Linked DNA regions of Solanum lycopersicum: region 2 is linked to region 1. Evidence: chromatin contacts called from public HiChIP or PLAC-seq data. All regions are on one chromosome and are shown on one strand. Each heading gives the region's core, a stretch centred on a gene start, on an enhancer-like site or on the middle of the called end of the contact. The rest is flanking DNA. Distances are from core to core; before and after follow the strand shown.

Region 1 (4,163 bases), core at 1,018-3,517:
AACTAAATATGGCAAAAGAACGATGCTTAAAAGAAATGTTTGTGGGATACCAGTCTGACCAAAGAATAAGATAAAAAAAAAAAAGAATTTTCGCCTATGGCACACAATGGAAGCCCACTCTACTCCATTTTATATTTGGTGTAAGATATATGAATCGTTTCAACTGAATAAGATATCAAAAGATTTTGAGATATCGAGAGGAGCTCATATTTATAGTTGTGGGACTGTTTAGAGGAGATTTGAGTTAGTAAAAAATCAACTCAAGAAGATGAACTACTACAAAATGTATAAATAGTGTATATGAAATATACATCTATTATATATGATTATACAATATTCATACATTATATATAGTCATTTTAATCGAAATAAATAAGAACTTTTTTTTGTCTATACAATTACTTAAAGAGCCCTTACAAAACTCAATCAAAATTATAGTGGCTCTCATCAAGCAATCATGTACTCCCAAAAATCCAATCTTGGTGTAGGCCCAATAACTATATTCTCCAAAGTGATTGTTGAATAGCCCAAAGGGCCAAATGTTCTTGTCCACATCTGCTATTGGATTTGTTTGCAGTACAAAAACATTCCTAAATAATACGAGGGAAAATTGTATATAATAACAAATTAATAATCTAAAATAAATGGAGTAACTAGAGTTTGATTTAATTGTGCTCCATAGCAAACGTTTGCAAAAAAATTGTCAGGCGCCTTTCTCCCAAATATCTCGCTCGCCACTCTCCTCCAATCTCTCGCTAGCTTCCTCACTTTTTATAGAAACACAAGTGTATAATTTTTTTTCTAATTGTATAAAGCAGAGAAAATTATATAAATACATATATTTTTGTTCCCCTCTTCCAGATCTCGCTCGCCACTCTCCCAAATCTCACTCACCACCCTCACCTTTCTTACTTATATTATACAAACAGAAGCGAAATGTATAAATTGTGTTTCTGTTTGTATAAAGCGTGAGAAAATTTTATATACACATGCAAGTACATATATTTTCGTCCTATACACTTATAGTTATACAATAAAAATACTCCCATGCCCAGTATTTTTTGCCTTTCTCTCTTTCTCGTTTTATACAATTTTCAAATTGTATCTAATTTCTCTCTTTCTCGTTTTATACAATTCGATTCAATTGTATATTCCTTGTCAAGTCTCTTTTGTCTTTCTCTCTTTCTCATTTTATACAAATTCAAATTGTATATAATCGTTCTATACACTTATAATAATAATTCGTTTTATACACTTCGTTTTTATACAGTTATCTGCCCAAGTGTCTTTTTCTTTCTTGTTCTATACACTTCATTTTATACAATTTGCTTCAAGTGTATATGTATAGCGAATTATACAGTTTATGTTTGCTATGAAGCACAATTATGCAAACTTTGTTATAACATACAAATATGAATTTTTTATTTGTTATATGTGAAAGTTGTCCATAATACAACCTCTAAAAGATCAATTAACATTATATAGACAACTTATCTCGTTGCTACACTACAAAAATGTCTATTTAGTCAAATTATCTTATTCAAAGAAGGTGAATGTGATGGTGGATGTTATTTGCTTTTTCTATAAATGTGAGAATTTCAACATACTATAATTTGCTTGATAAATAAAGTCTTGAATATTTTGTGCCATTGAAAAGTTTTGAAACTCAATTTAATAATTTGATCAGCCATAAATGTGAATCTTTCAGAGTAAATAATATATTAAAAGAATCGAAACAAAGAAAGAAGCTCATATCTGAAATTCAGAATTTAATTGTATAGAGGAGTTTGAGCTGGTTGCAATTACAAAATAAATTTAGCTCGTTGGTGAAGATGAAAAATTCCAATGTATATATTAAGTAACAGTGTATATGTGTATATAACTATTAATCTTATATCGGTATATTGCATATAAATGCGGCTATTTTAGTCGAAAACTACAAATTTTCTTCAATTATTTTACAATTTTACCAAATGGACAAATCGTAATTTATAAATAAGATATCAGAATATTTTTAGGTGTCGTACTGATAAATCTATCAATTCTTTTGTATAAATAGATGTTTGTGGTTAAGAAATAGTAGTAACTAGTTATTTTTTGATACAATTCTTTTATAGAGTATAAACAATCTTTACACACCGAGCATGAGCTTTTTTCTTTTTCTTTTTGTAAAATTTAAAATAATACTTCAAATTTATGATGAAATTGCATATCCGAACGCATGCTAAAGACTATCAAATAAGCAAATTTAGAGAGGTAACTAAGACATTTGATAGTTTTGGGAGTAGTTGAAAAAAAATCGAAGTTTAGTATAAGAAGTAGCTTTTACTTCTTTCTTCTTTTCTGTTTCTATGTTTGTGAACTTCCAATTATTAGTTTTTGTATTTCAAGTTAATCTTTACTTGATTATTTGTTGGTTTCCCTTCTTTATCTTTTTGCCTTTTAACAATTGACAAGTCAATTTCTCAATATATCAGTGACCACTAGACTTTTAACATTAAATAATTATTTCTTTTACAAATATCACACATTGATTTAGATTTTTGGGAATCTAATTATTTTCTCATTCCTGCGTGTGTGTTTTTTCTATTCAAATACTAAAAAAGAGTCGATCGTATATATATTGCAAAAAGAGAAAAGTATTTAAGTACTTATTAATAAAAAATATATTTTACTAAATTACGATATTTGCCAAAAAAAATAATCTAAAAGCAAATACATGAAAAATTTATCATTCTTAACCATGAGTCCACGGGACCATAACATACGTCTTTAATCCAAGAGCTCGAGAAAATGGAGAGGAGGAGCGAATCCAATCAAAAGTATACTTTTTTTTTAATAATCGTGGTATCTCAATTAAATTTACAACATACCTATCATTTGAACCTCACATCAGCAACAGATACCAGATAATTCTTGTCTACCAAAGCTAGAACAGATGAAAATAATCACCAAATATATGTTTTGAATTTGAGACATTAAAATTCTCAACTACTTCATTGATCACTAGGCCGCACTCAAATATCTTATATCTATCTAGTAGAAGAGCACTTGCGATTGGTTGAGGGACATATTGTATATAGCAGAGTGGGGTGGAAGTGTAACTCTCCTGAGTTGTGTGTTAACTTTTGGCTGCATTGGACAATCTGTGTTTGCCTTAGATATTGGGGTACTATACTATAGTTTTTATATACAAGTGGTCCAACACTCCACATGAGTGACCAACCACTGGTAGTCATGAAATTGACTCACATACTAATTGGTTGGGTTTGGGATCTTAATAACATATCTTCATGACATGACCCTATTCAATTCAAGTGCTCCAACTGTCTACATTATGTTCTTAGCTCTGTCATATGTGGTAACTAATTTTTACTTGTAGCTTTTTCTTTTCCTTGCTCTCATCATTCCATATCTAGAGGTGGAAGAATTACTTTTGTCCAAGGAGGTAGAGGTAAAAGATATATATTTTTCTCCACTCGGTGTTAGAAGTTCACATTGAAGCTCTTACTAAATTAGTATCGCGCACTGCAGAACCCATTCGAGGATAGCGCTTCCAATAGAATTTTTTATCTATACCCACAAATCCGAGACCTCCGTTTAAGGATAAAGGATTGTCACCAGGCATGATAAAGGATTGTCACCCAGGCATGACAACCCATGTTGGTGAGGTAAAGGATATTGTTTATATATAATCACATTTCATTATAATTTGCTTATAAAAATTATTTATTTATTCATTTTGGACTTAGCATTTTCTAAAGAAATAATGATTAATACTGCTTGTATCATATTAATGTTAATTGATGTATATATTCTAAGGTTTTGAGAAATAATTTAGAGGATAAGTACTAAAGTTAGAGGATAAAAAAGGCAAAATAAGTCTTTTTATATGTTAAAAATGACAAGTAAAAGTGGGGGAAAAAATCTAATTATGAAAAAGGGACAAGTAGAAGAGAATGGAATAGTAAAAGAAACATAATTTAAACAAACGATGTTGTTATAGATATAATTGACTTATTCGCATGTGGTACAATTTTATATGCATAATGCATACACATGTCTATTAACGTAGGGTCAGCTGATATTTTGGTTATATACATAAACACTTGACGATTATAAAATTAAATAAGTAGACACAAACTTTTTACATGATAAATCTC
Region 2 (4,163 bases), core at 928-3,427, 180 kb before region 1:
CGAAATATTATGTGAAAAAAGTTTTAGAAATATTATCAGCAAATTGTACTTTTTCTGTTTTTAATTATTATTATTTATCTCTAATTACTTGTTTATTTTTGATGAATTAAGAAAGGAAAAGTAATTTATTTATTATATTCTTAATTAATTATTTTGAGAAAAATAAAAAATTTTGAAAATTTTAAATTATTAATTTATTTACTTTATAATTAATAATATAAAATAATTTATCATTTTTAATAGAGATATTAATTTAAAAGTGAACAAATAATTAAGAAAGGTGGAGTAGTATTGAATTTCCCCTTTTTACTCCCTTTGCTTACTTCCACCGGCTGCTTTGAAATGTCCACCCACCCTCCCCAAACCTTTTATGTTTATTTTTTTTAAAAAAAAGTAATTATAAAAATATATAATTTTCAAAATTTTAATGTAAATATAATGTATAAATATGTTATTTTCTATCTTATTTGATATTTGTGTATTTTAGTTTTGGATGTTAAAAGTAGATATTTAAATTTTGTATAAAAATGAATAAATGGACACACATATATATGTTTTATGAATATAATATTTATAGACATCATGTAAAATGTCGTTTAATTAAGACGTCAAGTAGGATGTGTATGTCTACTTGTTCAATTATATGCAAGTTTAAGTGTCCAGTTATATACCCTCAAATTTAAATAAATAAATATTCGCTATGTTCCTAAATACTTGTCCACTTTTCCTTTTATAGTTGTTCCTAATTACTTGTCCATTTTGACAAATAAAAAAAGTATAATTTTTTTGGCCTATTATACCCTCAATTAATGACTAATTACTTTGAAAAATGTAGAACTTTTTATCCACTTCATAATTAATAGGGATAAAATGGTAAACTCACTAGATCATTAATTATTTTCTTAATAGGTGTGTTAATTCAAAAGTAGACAAGTAAAAAGTGACGAAGTATTAAATAAAACTAAATTAAATGAGAAATTTATGTATTATGCATCTAATTTATGTATCTTTGATTTATCTAGGACGAGAATTTAAATATATACAGATTTAGTTTTATGATATTATAGTCGGTAATATGTATAACATACTAAAATATTTTTAAAGTTTTTAGTCTGCCGAATATCATGTAAAATGTCAATATTAGAGACTTGTCAAATTGGAAAATATTTCTTTAAAAAACAAACTAAAAATGAAGGAGGATATAAGTTTGTAATTTTTTTCGTTGATTCAGAAAGTAGATTCAGAACTATGGCTTTAAAATTTAGATAATTTGAATCTAAAGACGTAAAAAGTGTAACACAAATTCATACAAATAAAATACTATAAATCAAAAAATTTAGTTTTGACTCCTAAATTAGTAACAGTATCATTCTTTTTACGTAAACAAAAGGAATATTTTCAAACAATGATACGATTAAATATTAGAACTTTCGCCTTTTTTTCGTCCAGTCATTTTCACTTCTTAAATATTTTGCATATTCAATCAACTTGCATTCTTAAAGGTGGAAATATATATATATATATATATATATAATTTGTGAAATGAGGGTTGTTAAAGATAAGTGAAATTAGGATCAATTAAATTTTTCTTCTTTTTTTAACTTAGTCGATAAAATAAGAATAAATTTTAAAAATACCATATTAAGAACAAGAATATGACATCAAAATATTAATTAGGTTAAGTGGTGTCAGTCGAAGATTGTTGAATGCTCGCCTCGATTAGGTGCTAAGCAAGGATCGAGGGAACAAGGTGTAGTGAAAACGATATATATAGCCACCGATCATATAGAGCTTCTCTTAACATCACAATGTCACTAATTTGACAATCCCTCGATAATCATATATTTTATAACAATTGTTATTGTCTAATGCATCGACAATCGAGATACTAACCCTACTCCAAAAATAATTAAAATGATTGAAACGTATAAATTTACCTACCAAATTCAATTTTTATCACATACAACATTCAGGAAAATTGTTGCATACATATTCATTAATTTAGTTCTACTATAGGTAATTTAATAATGTTCTCGTTTACTTGATGCCTTTGATCCAAAGACACAAGTCAAGATCAAAGAAAAAAATGTTGTATAGTTGTTGTTAATTGAGGGGTAGAATAGACAATGTCATAAGTTTCGAAAACTACAAAACTATGATAGGTTTTATTAGTAAAGAAGATTAAAGTTACTCTATTTTATCCAAAAATGCGGAGTAGATACAATATAACATTATATATATAATAATAGAAATAAAGGAGATGAAAAAGCCACGTCAAGACAGACAAACTTTTCTCTATGTATCTTATATAATAAGACCCCTACTCTTTATTATATCCACATAAAAGTTTTCCGCTCTATGCACTAAAACCAATCTCACATGGCTACTCCTCTCAAAAATACCAATAGACTCTCTCTTGCAATGGAAAGAACTGGCCAATGGTACTACCACTATCTCTTAATTTTTCCTTCATGTATGTTTTGTTTTGTGTTAACAATTATAGTCCATGTTACAGGGTATTTTCACAAGAAATTCCAACTGATGTTATTGTTGAAGTAGGTGAAGCAAACTTTAATCTTCACAAGGTATGTACACATTCAAGATCTATGATTTTTAGATGCAATTAATACTGAATCTAATGACAATTAACTAATGTTGTTGGCCAGCTAGTACTACTGCACCAAAAATGATTCTAATGACAATTAACTAATGGTGATGTTTCTGTTATGTCAGTTCATGCTAGTAGCAAAGAGCAATTACATAAGGAAACTTATACTTGATACTAAAGAAAGTGATGTAAGTCGTATAAACTTGTCTGATATTCCTGGAGGGCCAGAGATGTTTGAGAAGGCAGCCAAGTTCTGCTATGGAGTTAACTTTGAAATCACAGTACATAACGTTGCTGCTCTTCGTTGTGCTGCTGAATATCTTCAAATGACTGATAAATACTGTGACAACAATCTCGCAAGCAGAACAGAGGATTTTCTAGCTCAAGTTGCCTTGACTAGCCTTTCTGGTGCACTTGTTGTGTTAAAGTCATGTGAAAATCTTCTTCCTCTTGCACATGATCTCAATATCATTCAAAGATGTGTTGACATCGCCGGTGCTAAGGTAGTTAGTTAGTTACATATATTCTATTCGTATATGGATTAGGTGAATACTAATTATGTCCTTGTAGGCGTGTGTGGAGGCGAATTTTCCTAGCAGATCACCACCAAATTGGTGGACGGAAGAGTTAACTATCTTAGATGTAGCTTTTTTCGAGAGAATTATTGTTGCAATGAAAACTCGTGGGGCAAAAGCGTTAACCATAGCAAGTGCCATAATCACATATACAGAGAGATCTCTTCGTGATCTTGTACGTGACCACTCAGGAAACAACACGAGATTAATGGTACCAGAGGATTCGGATATGAGAATGCATCAACGGGAACTTCTAGAGTCGATTGTGACTCTGTTGCCCGCGGAGAGAGCAGCTTTTCCAATCAATTTCTTGTGTTGTCTCCTGCGTACAGCTATTTTCTTAAGAGCAGCCAGTAGCTGCAAGAATGAATTGGAGAAAAGGATATCAGCAATACTAGAACACGTGACAGTCGATGATCTGTTAGTCTTGTCTTTTTCTTACGACGGAGAAAGACTATTCGATCTTGAGAGCGTGAGGAGAATCATTTCCGGATTTATGGAGAAAGAGAAGAGTGTAGCTGTGTTTAAAGGTGGTGATTTTGGAGACGTTTGTACCACCGCTATGCAGAGAGTTGCAAAGACTGTCGATGCTTATCTTGGTGAAATCGCTACATTTGGAGATCTCAGTATATCAAAATTCAATGGAATTGCTATTTTGGTTCCTAAGGGCGCGAGAAAGGCTGATGATGATCTTTATCGAGCTGTTGATATCTACTTGAAGGTGAGATCTTTAAATATATATATATATATATGTATATGAGTATCAACTACAACAAGTTAACAATTATATTGAACATGTTGTGCTAAAATTGCAGGCACATCCACATTTGGATGAAATTGAAAGAGAAAAAGTGTGTAGTGTGATGGATCCTTTGAAACTATCACATGAAGCAAGAGTCCATGCTTCTCAAAACAAACGTTTGCCGGTGCAAATAGTCCTTCATGCTCTCTATTTCGATCAACTAAAGATAAGGAGCGGA

Evidence for each region. HiChIP or PLAC-seq counts read pairs in DNA pulled down with a chosen protein or histone mark.
Region 2: a contact with region 1 is called in an RNA polymerase II HiChIP or PLAC-seq map of leaf, with 2.9 times the contacts expected there. The contact joins the promoter of LOC101259171 here to the promoter of LOC101260839 in region 1. A contact is called at or near these places in 1 of 8 Hi-C or Micro-C datasets (leaf mesophyll) and 1 of 1 datasets of contacts at active chromatin or transcription factors (leaf).

What each region holds. Positions count from the first base shown.
Region 1 is chr7:58,635,908-58,640,070 of SLM_r2.1, reverse strand. It overlaps LOC101260839 (LRR receptor-like serine/threonine-protein kinase ER2), which reads left to right and starts at 2,267. Exons shown (of 1, transcript XM_004243611.5): 1 at 2,267-4,163.
Region 2 is chr7:58,820,188-58,824,350 of SLM_r2.1, reverse strand. LOC101259171 (root phototropism protein 2) reads left to right here and starts at 2,177. Exons shown (of 5, transcript XM_004243605.5): 1 at 2,177-2,441; 2 at 2,516-2,585; 3 at 2,734-3,111; 4 at 3,179-3,904; 5 at 3,999-4,163. The coding sequence starts at 2,380.